3 separate regions of the Mus musculus genome follow, and regions 2 and 3 are each linked to region 1. A link is a contact called in public ChIA-PET data. All regions are on one chromosome and are shown on one strand. Each heading gives the region's core, a stretch centred on a gene start, on an enhancer-like site or on the middle of the called end of the contact. The rest is flanking DNA. Distances are from core to core; before and after follow the strand shown. Region 1 overlaps Map3k19 (mitogen-activated protein kinase kinase kinase 19). Region 2 overlaps Zranb3 (zinc finger, RAN-binding domain containing 3). Region 3 overlaps Zranb3 (zinc finger, RAN-binding domain containing 3).

The links. ChIA-PET counts read pairs in DNA pulled down with a chosen protein or histone mark.
Region 2: a contact with region 1 is called in an RNA polymerase II ChIA-PET map of memory CD8 T cells, with 6 read pairs. The contact joins two enhancer-like sites. A contact is called at or near these places in 2 of 39 promoter capture datasets (the HPC-7 cell line and liver), 1 of 115 datasets of contacts at active chromatin or transcription factors (memory CD8 T cells) and 2 of 9 other capture datasets (adipose tissue and embryonic stem cells).
Region 3: an RNA polymerase II ChIA-PET map of memory CD8 T cells shows a contact between it and region 1, with 62 read pairs. The contact joins two enhancer-like sites. A contact is called at or near these places in 3 of 39 promoter capture datasets (the HPC-7 cell line, embryonic stem cells and hematopoietic stem and progenitor cells), 1 of 484 Hi-C or Micro-C datasets (Th2 cells), 3 of 115 datasets of contacts at active chromatin or transcription factors (embryonic stem cells, large pre-B cells and memory CD8 T cells) and 4 of 9 other capture datasets (adipose tissue, embryonic stem cells, liver and 1 more).

Annotation. Positions count from the first base shown.
Region 1 is chr1:127,827,891-127,832,732 of GRCm38.p6, reverse strand. Map3k19 (mitogen-activated protein kinase kinase kinase 19) reads left to right here. Exons shown (of 14, transcript NM_011737.2): 8 at 1-9; 9 at 2,203-2,462; 10 at 3,634-3,677. Among named protein-coding and RNA genes, the nearest start is that of Map3k19, 25 kb to the left of the region's middle. Within about 2 kb of position 2,357, at least 58 of the 459 cell types and tissues checked have an H3K27ac peak or open chromatin away from gene starts, as enhancers often do. A contact at or near this core is called in memory CD8 T cells, where this site is marked.
Region 2 is chr1:128,055,103-128,059,944 of GRCm38.p6, reverse strand. Zranb3 (zinc finger, RAN-binding domain containing 3) reads left to right here. Exons shown (of 21, transcript NM_027678.3): 3 at 1,945-1,963. Among named protein-coding and RNA genes, the nearest start is that of Zranb3, 45 kb to the left of the region's middle. Within about 2 kb of position 2,519, at least 14 of the 459 cell types and tissues checked have an H3K27ac peak or open chromatin away from gene starts, as enhancers often do. A contact at or near this core is called in memory CD8 T cells, where this site is marked.
Region 3 is chr1:127,979,894-127,984,735 of GRCm38.p6, reverse strand. All of the region lies in intron 12 of Zranb3 (zinc finger, RAN-binding domain containing 3), which reads left to right. Among named protein-coding and RNA genes, the nearest start is that of Gm28800, 21 kb to the right of the region's middle. Within about 2 kb of position 2,370, at least 58 of the 459 cell types and tissues checked have an H3K27ac peak or open chromatin away from gene starts, as enhancers often do. A contact at or near this core is called in memory CD8 T cells, where this site is marked.

The sequences.
Region 1 (4,842 bases), core at 1,108-3,607:
AGAAAGCAAGTAAGGAATATCCTCCAAGGTACTGGGCTGTAATTTAAGTAGAAAAGATGGCAGTTGTGTGGCAATGAATGCGATGAAGAGGGGCTGGACAATAAATAGACATTTCAGGTGTGTGGGCCATATGACGTCTGTTGCAGTGATGGAGCTCAGCCGGAAAGAACACTTGCTGGCAAGCATGAGGATCAGAGCTCAAATCTCCAGTATCTATGTAAAATGCTTGGAATAGATATGTGTATGCCTATAACCCCAGCACTGTGGGGAGGTAGAGACAGGAGGATTACTGGGACTTGCTGGCTGTCAGCCTAGCTTCAGGTTTAGTGAAACACCTTGTCTCAAAGAAATCTTCTAACCAGTGTGGGACACCCAATGCCCTCCACTGGCTTCCATTTCAATGCACATAGGCAAATGTACCTGCACACAGAGGAGTAGCCCCCCAACACACATGTGCGAGCACACATAGACACAGAGAGAGAGAGAGACAGAGACAGAGACTGAAGGTCTGATTTGGCTTCAGGGCTATAGCATACCTACATTGTTCTGGAAAAATGCTATTCTGTAGCCCATGACCAGTACAAGACAATGTTAGTACAGACCATGAGGGTGAGCATTAGTAATTTGATAGTACAATCTCACATCCACTGATCAGTTGATGCAAAAACAGTTTTTGACTCTTGGCATTCTACTCTAGTTTTCATTACATTTGTCAAAAAGTATCACTCCGCAATGACTTGGAAGGTTGTAAGATGGCTTCTTCTGGCACTAGAATTCAAAAGTCAGAGACAGGAAGATGACTACAAGCTTAAGGTCAGCCTGGTTTACATATCTTGTTCTAGGGCAGGCGGCACTCTTGGGAAATCTCTTTCCCCAATGAGATGTAAAAAGTGTCTACCCCTCCTTATAAGGTCCCAAAGACAAACTAAAGCATGGCTCTACCAGAGGTCACTTAGAGAGCATCGGGGAGGGGCTTATGGGAGCATGGAAACCCCAAAGCAGCCACATTGGAAAGTCTTCAACCAGTACCGATGTTGGCTTCCCCAGAGTCAGGTATGGAGTCTTTGTCAATTAACCTTCCTTATCGTTTATACCCTAATACCTCCTGAGGTCCCATGCAATTAGGACAGAATTGTGTACAGTTGGTTGGCAGGACTAGCTAGAATCTCAGGTGAGGTTCCACGACCCTCCTAGTAAACTGGCTAGTGATAGATCTCCTACCAGCAGGAATAGTCAGCCTGATGGAAATGGTGGCTGTTTTGTTTGGAAGATTAACTATACAAAAGCAAGGCTCTGTCTTTCTCAAAGAACTAAACGATGGAGTTGGGGGTGCAGCCCAGCAGGCAGAGGGCTTTCTTAGCATACATGAAGCCCTGAGTTTGATCCTCAGTGCTTCATAAACCGGATATGGTGGTGCATGCCTGTAATCCTAACACTTGGGTGGTAGAGGCAGGAGGCTTCCAAGTTCAATGCCATCCTTGGCTACATAGCTAGTTTGGGACTAGCTTGTATTATATAAGACTCTGTTTCAAAAAATAAATAATAAAAATAAGGTAATAAAAGTAGCTAATGAAAATAGAAACCAGTTTCCCATTGCAGACAATTTGAGAGTACTGGCCTGGCTAATTAATTCGTTTTGTCTGACTCTCCTGTTCCCACGAACGGGGACTAAGAAAGGATCACTGACTAGGACTGAATCCAGAAGGCAGAGCTGGCAGGAGCAGGCCAGGACAAGCAGGGGGACTTCTCCTGGTAGGAGTCCACAGCCCCACTCAACCAGACCACGTGGGAACCAATTTTCCTAACTTCCCAACACGTTCTCTGGTCTGAGACCTGCAGATCTGGAGGATACTGGGAATGTACCATCAGTTTTCTGTAACTGGCAAAACACTTAAGAGAGTGTACAGAGAGGAATTTGGTTTGGTTTCAGAGGTTCGTTCCACAGTTGCTTTGGTTTTGTGGTGTAAGACAGCTGCACATCATGGTGGAGAGCAGGCTGGGGAGGAGGCTGCTTCCTTCAGGGTGGTCATGAAGAGAACACAGTGACAAGTGCCGGAACCCCCTCCAAGACATTCTCCCAGCCATTAGGTACCACCTCCTCCGACATCGTCATATGCAAGGGACCAAACTTTGATCACAGAGAGACCCCCTGAGATCTGAACTATACCAGCAAATGAGTTTTCCCCATCTCTCTCCTTTCAGTCAGGTGACTTCAGAGCATCAGGAACGGGAACAAGTGCATCCTGTCTCTCCACCAGATGACGCGGAGATGGTGGGCCTCACGGGGAGGATGCTAACCACACAGCCTTCACTTCTGAAGACAGACGGAAGTTCTGAGGAGCTCTGTGGTGTGGACGTGGCTCTCTCACCACCCAGACCTTGCTTAGACTCAAGCCTTGCTGCATCTGCAGCTGGGGAGGTGGCTCCTTGTGTTCTGAAAGAACAGCAAAGGCAATCTGATGGTGAGTCAAGCTCTTGCTTATGCGTGTACGTTTAGAGTATCCATACAGGTACATAATGTATGACAGCATATGCCCCCTCATCCTTCCATGCTCTCCCTCTCCTCACCCCTTCTTCCTGTTAGTTCCCTGTCCCTAAACAATCTTACTTCTCTGTTCAGGCCGTATTTACTCATATGATTTTATGTATCTCTATAAAAATATGGAAACCACAATTAAGAGGGAACATATTAAATTGAGCATTTAATTCTACAGTGGAGCTGGAGAGATAACTCAGTGAAGTGCTTGCAAGCACACGGATCTGAGTTAAATTCCCCAAGCCCATGTTTTTTTTTGTTGTTGTTGTTTGTTTTTTTGTTTTTTTAAAAAAAGTCAGATATGATGACATGCGCTTGTCACCGAAGCCCAGGGGAGGCTGAGTCAGAGGATCCCTGGGGCTCAATGGCCGGAAGCCTCGCCAACTTGACAGATTCCAGGCTAGGGAGAGGTCTTGTTTCAAACGAGGACAGTGGTGCCCAAATGGTTGTGTCCTCTGACTGCTACAGGCACATGATGGAATGAAGATGCCTTCGCCTCTGCACATATGTGCCCGTGTGCATGCATACACACACCACACACACACACACACACACACACACACACGACTAACAATAGGCTTAATAATGACAATACTGAAGGCAATGGGAGCAAATGGCTGGAAAGGAAATGCATTTTGTATGTGTTTCAGGGAAGAGTATTTCATGAACTAAAAATAAATAAGCTAGTGTAGGAGCCGGGCATGTGGCTCAGCTGATCAAGTTTTACCTAGCATCCACGAAGCTCTGGGTTTGCTTCCCATACTAAGCTGGGCAGGACACACACCTGTAATTGTAACACTCAGGGGGTGGAGGCAGGGGGATTGTAAGTTTAAGGGTATCCGTGGCTACCTAGGGAATTCAAGGTACTAACTACATGTAGGCTGCTCTATGAGACCAGCTCTCAAAAACAAATGAACAAACCTATAACACCCCTTCTGGTAGCTTTAGGCTAAGGTTTTCTGAAATCACTTCACAGCACTATGTATACCACACAGGGAGAATATACTCTGAAACACTTTCCCGCATATCTCCTGCTCCATCTATGAACTCTTCAGCCTACTACTAATAACACCCAGTTCTTGTTTCTTTTGTTATAGAGTTTCCTACCTCTGACATAAGCTACAGTAGCCGAAGAACTGGGGTAAGATCAGTTCCAGCATGTTTGACTTCATTAAACAACAATAAGGGTGGTGGTGGTGCACACTCTAATTTCCAGCACTCTCGAAGCAGAGGCAGACAGATCTCTATGAGTTCGAGACCAGCCTGGTCTATAGAGCTAGTTCCAGGACAGCCATGGCTACACAGAGAAACTCTGTCTCAAAGAAAGAAATAACAAAATCCATAAATCTCAACAACAATGACAAGCTCCCACAAACTTCTCAGTCAAATCTTCAGCAATAATATTGTGGAGAAAATTTAAAAAAGGATGACTACTTTATGGAGAAGCTAAGTATTCATGGGAAAACCATTCCATGTCCTGTGAGGTGCTTCTCTGGGCCATCTCCTGCTCCTGGGTAGTGGGGTGAACAGGTCTCTTCATTTTCTGTCTTCGTTTTTCCTTCATTTTGTCTCTGTTTCTTAATGCGTTTAAGTTTGGGGGACAGGGTCTCACTATGTCACCTAGACTGGCCTTGAACTCACAGAGATCCCCCTGCCTCTGCCTCTCTAGTTCTAGGATTAAGGGTGTGGATTGCTGCTCTACTCACCTCATACCTTTGTCCAAATCCCATGTTACTCTTTGCCGTTCACACCCCACCCTGATGGGGGAGAGTTTTCCTGCTCCTATAAAGCGTTACAGGTAAAGATCCTGGGAAGATACTTGTTACTTGTCAGTTTTCTCAGCTCTCTTGGCCTTCAGTGTCCTAGGAGACATACAAACATCGGTGCATACCTGTGTGTTGGTGCATACCTGTGTGTCAGCACATGTGTGACACCTGTGCACACCTGTGCATCTGCAGTGAGTGACACCTGTGCACTTGTTTCCCAGGCACTGTCCACCTTGCTTTTTGAGACAGGGTCTCTCACTGGCCCGTTACACTAGGCAAGCCAGCTAGCAGACTCCAGGAATCTGTTTTACATCCTCAATACTGGGATTCCAAACTTGTTCCACCACAGCTAGCTTTTTAAATGTGGGCTTTGGGGCTAAACTCAGGTGTTTGTACTTGCAAGGCAAGCAGTCTACTGACTGAGCTGCCTCTTCATTCCTTATTTCCTTTTTTTTTTTTTTTTTTTTTTGAGACAGAGTTTTTCTGTGTAGTCCTCCTGGAACTCACTCTGTAGACCAGGCTGGCCTCAAACTCAGAAAT
Region 2 (4,842 bases), core at 1,270-3,769, 230 kb before region 1:
ATGTTTTCTATGCTCACACACTGTTCTTTAATCCAGCATTCTTCTCATCTGTAGGAACAGCCAGGTTTACAGTTACAGACAGAAATTTTATGTGCATTTGAGATTAGACCTTGATCCTCAATACTTGCATGGCAAGCATCTCCACAGCTCTTGACTTGGATTTTAAAGTGAAAAATCGATCGATATTCATGTGAATCTGTCTGTAAAATGCCATGTCGCTTCTCACTTTTCTATTTTCTGTAAAGAGTGTAATAAACCAATTTCTACTAAAATGATTGGATTTTAATTTTTCCTTAGTTGAGCTTATTCTTTGTTGTCCTGATGTGCCTGCTGTCTCACATCAACCACTGACCATCCACTTGTTATTCTCTTCTGCTTAGACTCTCCATTTATGAACCTAGTCCTCACTGCTCCCTGGATCACACTTACCTCTATAAAGTTTAAGAAAAGAATGTAGCAGATTGGGGCTGGGAGAGTGCTCAGTTGGTAGAGTGCTTACAGCACAAGTATGGTGACCCGAATTCAGACACCCAGCATGCATGTGAAAATCCAGATGAGGTGTTGTATGTCTGTAACCCCTGGAGACGTGCTGACTCCACTGGAGCTCAGTAACCAGCTAGTATTCCTATCTCAAAATATGAGGTTGGAGAGACCTTTTATTCTGGCTTCCATATGCTTGGGAACACACAGCACATACACACATGCACCCTCAATCCCCAACACAAGCTTTTAAAAATGAATAAAGTAGACCTGAGTGTGGTGGCACACAACTTTACTCCCAACACTTGGGAGGCAGAAGCAGGCAGATCTCTGTGAGTTTGAGGCCAGCCTGGTCAACAGAGCAAGTTCAAGGACAACCAGGGCTACATAGAGAAACCCTGTCTCAAAAAAAAAAAAAGTAGAAAATATTTAGCAAAATAATAGAAATCAACAATGAAGTATAGCACACAGATGCAGCACAGAAAACTAAATAACAGATTTATGCCAAAATGTGTTTGCTAGTCAGTATAATGGTTAATTCTGTCAACTAACCACACCTAGAATCTCCTGTTGAAAGTCTCAATGAGTCAGAGATCCGATTGCCTTGTGGACCTGACTGTGTGGGCGTTTGTTGATTCGCCTTCATTGATGTGAGGTGGCCCAAGCTGAATGTGGGCAGCAGCACTGTTTCCAGTTTGTGGCCCTGGGCTGCACAGAGGTAGAGGGAGCTGCGTGAGAAGCACGCTTGGCTTCTCTGCTCTCAACTTGGAGATGTGGCTGTTGGAGTTCTCTTCACCTTGACTTCTGTGACATATGATGGGCTATCCTGGAACTAAAGGCCAAGTTAAATCTTTCTCCCCGAAGTTACTTTTGCCAGGATACTTTATCATTATCACAGAAACAGAAAAAAAAAAATGCAGACCTTCGTTTTCTTGTTCTGTCTGCCTGTCTACCTACCTACCTACCTACCTACCTATCTGTCTGTTGAGGCAGGGTCTCACTATTGTAGCTCAGGCTGGCCTGCAGCTCACTGTGTAGACTAGGCTGGCTTGAACTTAGAGGTCCATTTGCCTCTGCCTCCCGAGTCTTAGAATTGAAGGCATGTGTTCTTTAATCCAGCGTTCTTCTCATCTGTAGGAACAGCCAGGCTTACAGTTAAGGACAGAGGTGGAAGCCATTCTGCACAGTCTCATGCCTTCATGCTTGGTCCTCAAGGGTCTTTGCAGCTCCCTCCATGGTGAGCAAGAGCTTGTCTGAAGCACCTTCACTCCCACATAGACGTTGGCAGCTGTAGAGTTGTATGCAGTCATCACTATCCAGTGTTTTCATTCACTTACAGCAGCCTCTCTGGCTTAATCCTTTAGCGTTTGTGAAGTGTTGGTGGTGAGTTACTTAATCAGAACTCTGAATATGCTTTGCTTTGATGATTATAAAATTAATTTGCTTTTGTTTTATTTTTTCCAGGTGTATGGTGGCTGATGAAGTAAGTACCTTAGAGCCTTTTCTAAAAATACACATCAGCGTTTACTGTCTTCTATCCCTACATTGACTATCTGCCTCTGCTTTTTCATGTGACCATATTTAGTAGAGGAAAACAAGCAAATTTACTGTGTAATATCCATTTCCTCTTAAATACTTTTGTATACAGAACATATAAATGTGTGTGTGTGTGTGTTTAAAACTTTCAAAATACCCAAATAAGCCGGTTTTGTTCACATAAATTACAAAAATTAACATCATCTTTGGTCTTCACAAGGAAATCCATAGTATACTTTTGAACCGTGGGCTATATTAATAACTTTGCATTACTGTGATAAAGTGTTATGACCAGAGGCAGCTTAATGGAGATAAGGGTTATTTGGACTTACAGCCTCAAAGGGGTGGAGTCCATCATGCCCAGCAAGACATAGTAACAGGTAGTGAGGTTCAGTGGTAGAAGCAGAAAGCTGGTTGCTTGAGTACATTTCACCTGCACACAGGAAACAGATAACAGGAAGTGAGGCCAGGCTATAAAAACCTCAGAGCTGGTACTAGCAACACTCCTTTCCAAACAGCACCGCCAATTACTTGTTCAAAAGTATGAACCCATGGGGACACTTCCTCACCCAAGCCACCACAATGTTTAAATCTATGCCTTCTCTTTGACGGGCATAGATTTAAACGCGTTGGTTTGTATATTGCTGGCCCAGGGAGTGACACTGTTAGGAGGTGTGGCCTTGTTGGAGTAGGTATGTCACTGTGGGTGTGGGCTTTAAGACCCTCATCCTAGCTGCCTGGAAGCCAGTCTTCTGCTAGCAGCCTTCAGATGAAGATGTAGAACTCTCAGCTCCTCCTGTGCCATGCCTGCCTAGATGCTGCCATGCTCCTGCCATGATGATAATGGACTGAACCTCTGAACCTGTAAGCCAACCCCAATTAGATGTTGTCCTTATAAGAGCTGCCTTGCTCATGGTGTCTGTTCACAGCAGTAAAACCCTAAGTAAAACAAACATATATCGAATTTCTCATTTGGGCACTTGCTTAACTACCAATTAACTTTTACAATCTCTGATGTTTTCAGTGAATATTAGCCAGTTTTCAGAATTTATTATGAACTTTTAACCTGTCAGTCTTTTCCTAATGTGAGTTGTTTTGTTCTTATTTATAATTTCGTAGCACTTTCAATATGCTCTGCCACTCACCAACATCCCCGGCCCTGGAATAATGAATTTAAAGAAGCCATTTAACAATTCCACAACTTTTTAAAAAACAAACACCTCCCTTTTAATCCATCATAATTGGCTCCTTCCTTTTCTGTAGCTTTTTGAAAATGAATCTTTGCTTTGTTTGTACGAGTGTGATATCCAGGAATGTACATAGGCATGGTCACACGTGTTTGGTGCACGTGTACATACATATATGTCCACACATTCCCATGTAGGCAGAGGTTGAAATCAAGTATACACCTAGATTGCTGTCAGCTTTATTTACAGATACAGGGTCCCCTTCTAAGCCTAGCGCTCATAGATTCAGCTACACCAGCTTTCCCACTTGCCCTGCCTTGGAATTCCTAATTGCCCCAGAATGCTGGGATTCCAGGCACGGCTGCCCAGGGTCAGTCCAGATTGTTTATGGTTTTTGTAGAGCTGAACTCAGACTCTCATGCTTGTACTACAAGCACTTTAGCCTCTGAGACATCTCATCTTCTTGAAGAGCAATTCTTTTCAATCTGTTTGGTTTTATAGGATTTGTGATATTAAATCCTAACTAATAATACTAATTAAGGTAAAAAAAAAACCCTCACCTTTACACATAGGGTTTTTTTTTTAAATCAAAGCTTATAGAAATATATATTTAAAACTATACCTTTGAGTCACTAATACTCTCTGTAATGGTGAGTAGAAATGCTACTTTTTAAATATAACATTAATATAATTAAAAGTTCTGAAGTAAGCCTGGTAGTGGTAGTGCACCTTTAATCCTAACACTTGTGGGGCAGAGGCAGGTGGATCTCCAGGTTTGAGGCCAGCCTGGTCTACAAGTTCCAGGACAGCCAGAGTTGCACTCATGTTGATTATATGAGCTCTGGTTTAACCTTCAATCTGTACCCTGTTTCTGCTCTTCTGCTCATACTCAAGGTGACATAGAAGGACTGAGCGTGGTGGCGCACGCCTTTAATCCCAGCACTCGGAAGGCAGAGGCAGGCAGATTTCTGAGTTCGAGGTCAGCCTGGTCTACAGAGTGAGTTCCAGGACAGCCAGGGCTACACAGAGAAACCCTGTCTCAAAAAACCAAAAACCAAAAAAAAAAAAAAAAAAAAGAAGAAGAAGAAGTTAAAGAGGAAAGTACAGTTGCTTTTGGATGGGTAAAGCAAAGGTTCTTGGTAATAAGAACCTGCAAGCCTTAGGGCAGTCTTAGGTCTGTGTGGCCAAACCTTCTAGAAGATTCTTGGGATGCTGCGGACTTAGCTGTCTGTGTGATCTTGCTTCTCTAGCAGCAGAGGGTTCTAACCAGCATCACTCCACAGTTTTACGCTCTCCTGTTATCTTATTCTAGCACTTGAGTGTTTGTGATACTGTCTAATCCAGCTACTATGTGTGGCTGCCATTGACTCCAAGTTAAAAGGATGACTGAAGTTTCATTTAAGTCAGCTTAGTTATACAGTCATTGTGTGTTTCAGTTACATTTTAGAACTATAGTTTCAATAAGCAACAAACCTGCAATATTTCATAAGATAGCTATAAACTCAGATTAAATTGTTTCTTTTTTTTCCCCATCTCTTGAATCAATGTAATAGAGTGTTAGTTCATAGACTGTACATTTAATATAAAGAAAGGCTTAGACACTTTTTAATGTGACAATTTTCTTTTTATTTTAAAATTT
Region 3 (4,842 bases), core at 1,121-3,620, 150 kb before region 1:
GGATACGAAAGTTTACCCAAGATGGGTTTTGGCTCCAAATTTGCAACTTTTATCTCCTCCACAGTCCAGGAAGTTCTAATCAGTCAATTAGCCCTTGTAGGCTCTTGAACATAGGTGTGGCTTCATTTCTGGGATTCTCACTTATGATGAAAATGTCTGTCAAGTAAGATCCTATCACCTGTTTAGAAATGCGTACTTTTAAGTTCCTTATCATACCTACAGAGACTCATTTGCCATAATTAAAGGACAAATAGTCCTGATAAATTAGATATTTGTCCATAGTATTACTACAGTGACTTTTCTAAATGCAAGAATGCTATAAGCTATTCAATAAAATAGCTTTGCTAGCTCATAAAAATATTTTATCTTTCTGTGTTACTGCCTCTCTAAAAAAAGAGTAGAAATAATAAAGTCATTCATTACAAAGCCTGGGCTGCAGGACTAGAGAGGTGACTCATGATTAAGAGCACTGGCTGCTATTGCAGAGACCTGAGTTCAGTTCCCAGCTCCCAGGATGCAGCAGCTCACAACCATAACTCCAATAGCAGAAGGTCCACACCCTCTCTGGCCTCTGGGCACCAGACACGCTTTAGTACACAGACATACACACAAGGCAAAACCCTCATACACACAAAATTAAAGCTAATAACTTGAGTTTTAAAAACAATAATCAACCTGGCAGTATGATTTGAGTGCTAAACATTAAGCTGTCAGGATGGATATTGATCTTTGGAGATCCTGGTCTGTTGTGGTGAGACCAACAACCCTTAACCTGTAAGTCACGGGGGAGTTACATTGTTGACAAATGCTTTTAGAAAACATGTTTGTTTGGGAAATAGTAGTACCTTCTCCTCAGATGCTTTGAGCCATGGACCCAAGGAGAGCTCCAGGACTGTCACTGCCACATCCCTAGAGGTGGGTGGGACTTGGGAGAATGGAGCCCGGAAGTAAGTAAGGCAGAGTAAAGTCTCGTATAATATCCAACTTTATTCAAAGCATCAGACAATTTATGATCTGAGGATTAAGAAAGGTCACCCAAGTAAAGTTCCTGTGAGTTCACGCTGAATACAATCATAAGGACAAGCCACATGTAGCAAAGACATGTTTTTCCATAGAGGCATAGATAGGATAGTTAAATATTTACCAGAATAACATCAGCAAGCAATAATGAGTAATCTGACATAAACCCACTCCTGCACCTGGGAGGAGCATGAAAAGACATTCCAAGAACAATTCTATGTTTTGAAGAACCTGAGATCAGGCCTTCAAATTCTTGTTTCCTTGGAGTGTGCTCACAGCCCTCAGAATTCTCACATGACTGCATTCCTGAACCATGTCCCAACAGTGACCAACACTAAAAGTGGATGTTCATCAGAAAACTCAGCTCAACAATAAAATTCAGAAAACAAAACAGAAATCGTTAGAGAAATGGGTATTGTGGCTCTTGCCTACAGTCTTAGCCCTCAAGGCAAGAGGGTCAAGAGTTGGACTTTTCTTTCTGCTATATAACAAGTTCAAGGCCAGCCCAAGGTACATAAAGCTCTATCTCAAAAAAAAAAAAAAAGATCACTGGAAGCGTTTTGTTTTGTTTTGTTTTGTTTTGTTTTGTTTTGTTTTGTTTTTGAAACAGCCTCTTATATATCCTAAGCTTCTGGGTCTCTGTAGCCATGGATGCCCTTGAACTCCTGGCCCTCCTCCCTTCGCCGGTGTTCCATACCTGCTTCTGCCAGTATCTTGCAGACCTGTGAACTTAATATAGTGTATGTGTCTACAAATCAGTATCATATAAGAAACTATGTCCCCTGACTAACTCTCCATGTCCCAAACACCTGCCTGCCTGCTGCATGTCCTGTCTGTACACAGTGCCATCGCTGTGTCTCATCTCCAAGTACTAAGGACAGTGTGTTTTGTGTTCAGCTGCATGGTGTTTGAGTTCTTTTTCTTTAAGGTTTTGTTTGGCTTTGTTAGTGTGGGTGTGAATGGGTAGGTGTGTGCTTGTGAGGCCAGAGGCATAGGAACCTCTGGAGCTGGAGTTACAGGTGTTTGTGAACTGTGTGATGTGGGTGCTAGGAACCAATCTTGAATCCTCTGTAAGAGTCCTTGCTCTCAACCCCCTAAGCCCTCTCCAGCTTCTCCGTCAAGTTCCTTACATCCTCCTGGTACAGTGGTTTCCTGGACTCTGTGCATGTTTTCTTTACTCACCTCATCCAGTGTCCCACTCTCCGCTGTGTGACCACTCCTGTGCCAGCTCTTTCTCAGAGTAGAGTTGCAGTGGCAGGCAGAGCACAGGAGTCACCCTGCAGGTGTGCCCATCACACTGTAAAGGATTAGCCTTTGAAGGCAGAGGAATCTACAAGTACTCGGATACTTTTACAAAACAGGAAGCCAGAAATGGTGGCCTCCACCCATTGTCCCACCACAGTGGTGTCCCAGGATATATGATATCCTCTCTCAACAAAGAAAATAAAAAATAAAACTCACACTTAGTTCCCTTGGGGTGGGAAGATGACTCAGTGGATAAGAGTACTTGTGCAAACACAAAGCCCAGAGTTTAGATTCCCAGCCCCCACTTAAAGGGCTGGGCATGGCCCCCAACACCTACAACCTCAGCACTGTGGGGAACTAACATAGAAGGATCACTGGGGCTTGCTATCTACCAGTCCCTTCTGAAAAGTGGTCAATTCTAAGTTTAGTGAGAAGCCTTAGCTCAAGGGAGAGAGCTCAAGTCAAGAGAGAAATACAACAGGATACAGCAGTGTCCTTCAGCCTTCCTGTAGAGTCAGGAGCATCGCTCCTACCATACACACACATGCACAACTGCAACACATAGAGCCATATACTCTTATGTGTGTTTCCTTTACTACTAGTGTGCATTTTCACATGGGAACACCCAGTCCCTCTTTACCCACATTAACATGGTGAGGGAAATGGAGCTAGTAACACCATAAGTGTGTCTGAAGATGTTGTATTCTCATGACTTCACCTTAGTTGGATCCTGAGTTCCTTTGAGACCATGGAGGGAATAAAGACCCTTTCCCACAAAATGCACGCATGGTTCAAACAAGTGTATACGGTCAGTCGCAGAGGCTTCCCAGACCCTTAGAGGCTGTCTGTGGCTTGCAAGGACATAGATCACTAACCCTTCTCTGTTCCCAACCAGCATATATAATTACCTCTAGGATGTATCACAGAGATTTTCTGTCTTGTTTTTCTGCCAGTCATAGCTGCTCCATGTCATAAAAGCCCTCATCAGTAACTTCCTCCTCAGTTGCCCAGAGGCTCTAATCAGAAAGTTCAACTGATGCTAGGAATCAGGTTTCTAACTGAGGGCTGGAAAGGAAAGCTCTGGTTGTCCAGCCCTTCCCGCTTCTGGCAGCCCTGCAGCCAGATACTGTGTGTAAGTTTCATTACCTCTGACAGACTTCCTCATTATCCAAATCAGCCATCCTTACAAAATTAGCTAGAGTCCTCACTGATCACGCACTATTTGCAAGAATTATATTCTTGGCATATCCTTTGGTTTGAGAAATTATTACAGTGATTTATTTCCAGCCACTTCCTCCTTCCTGGACTTGATTTGCTGAAGTCTCAGTCTGTAATACCCAGTGGCAAGTGGTTTCAGACCAGCACATGCACTGGAGTCACCTCCTCACTACCACACACTACTGGTGACCTTTAGCATAGCAGAGGCTGACTTCTAGTTCTGACTGCAGTCTCTCACCATTGAGCACCCCTCTCCATTCCCTCTAGCACAAAATGAGAATTTCTCAAATGCTACTCTCCCAATGTAATAAAAAAATATCTTTTAGAAAAAATAGCATAAGTCAGGCTGGAGAGATGGCTCAGCAGTTAAGAGCACTGACTGCTCCTCTGAAGGTCCTGAGTTCAAATCCCAGCAACCACATGGTGGCTCACAACCATCCGTAATGAAATCTGACGCCCTCTTCTGGTGTGTCTGAAGATAGCTACAGTGTACTTACATATAATAATAAATAAATTAAAAAATAGCATAAGTCAGTTGCTTACTTAATGAGGACTGTTATATTCAAAAGACCTGAGAATTCATTGTGGGAAGATCTCTTTAAGGGATTTTGTTGGGAAGACTGCTTTCATTTTAAGAAGTCTGGTACACTTTTTTTTTTTTTTTTTGATGGTGAGCTGGGAAGGAAAGTCTAATTATTTGAAATGTAGACTAGAGGCCTAGGGATGAGTTTGTGAGAGAATCAATTGTGTGAGGACTAGAGCTTAGGTGTCCAGAAGCCACTAGTCTGGTAGGCACGGTTACCCAACTATACTCCCAGCACAAAGGAGGCAGAGATATGGCTCATTGGGACAGACTAGCCAACCCGACAAGCCAAAACAGTGAGCACTGGGTTTAGTAAGAGACCTTGCTTCCACTTATAAGGGGGAAAGTGATTGATTGACAAAGCCACCCTACATCTCAGGCTTCTACACAGGGGCACACAAATATGATAATGCAGTAAAACAAAGAGATTCAGTCAAGAGATTCTGATAGGATTAAACACAGTTGAATGTATGTGTTGGCTCACCAATGTGCATTTCATATCTAACTATACTGACTGTGTTAGTCAGGGCTCGCTAACAACTTATAGAGTGAGTCTTTATCTGTATAGGAAGGAGATTTATTAGAATGAATAATAGGCTGTGGTCCAGCGAATCCAACAACGGCCGACTGAAAGGAAAGTCCAAGAATCCAGGAGTCGCTCAGTCCATGAGGCCGGATGTCTCACCTGCTCTTAGGTATATCCTGGACTCCTGAGAAGTAGGCTCCAAAGCTAGTGAAGGAATGGACTTGCTAGAAGGGCAAGGGCAAGCAAGCAA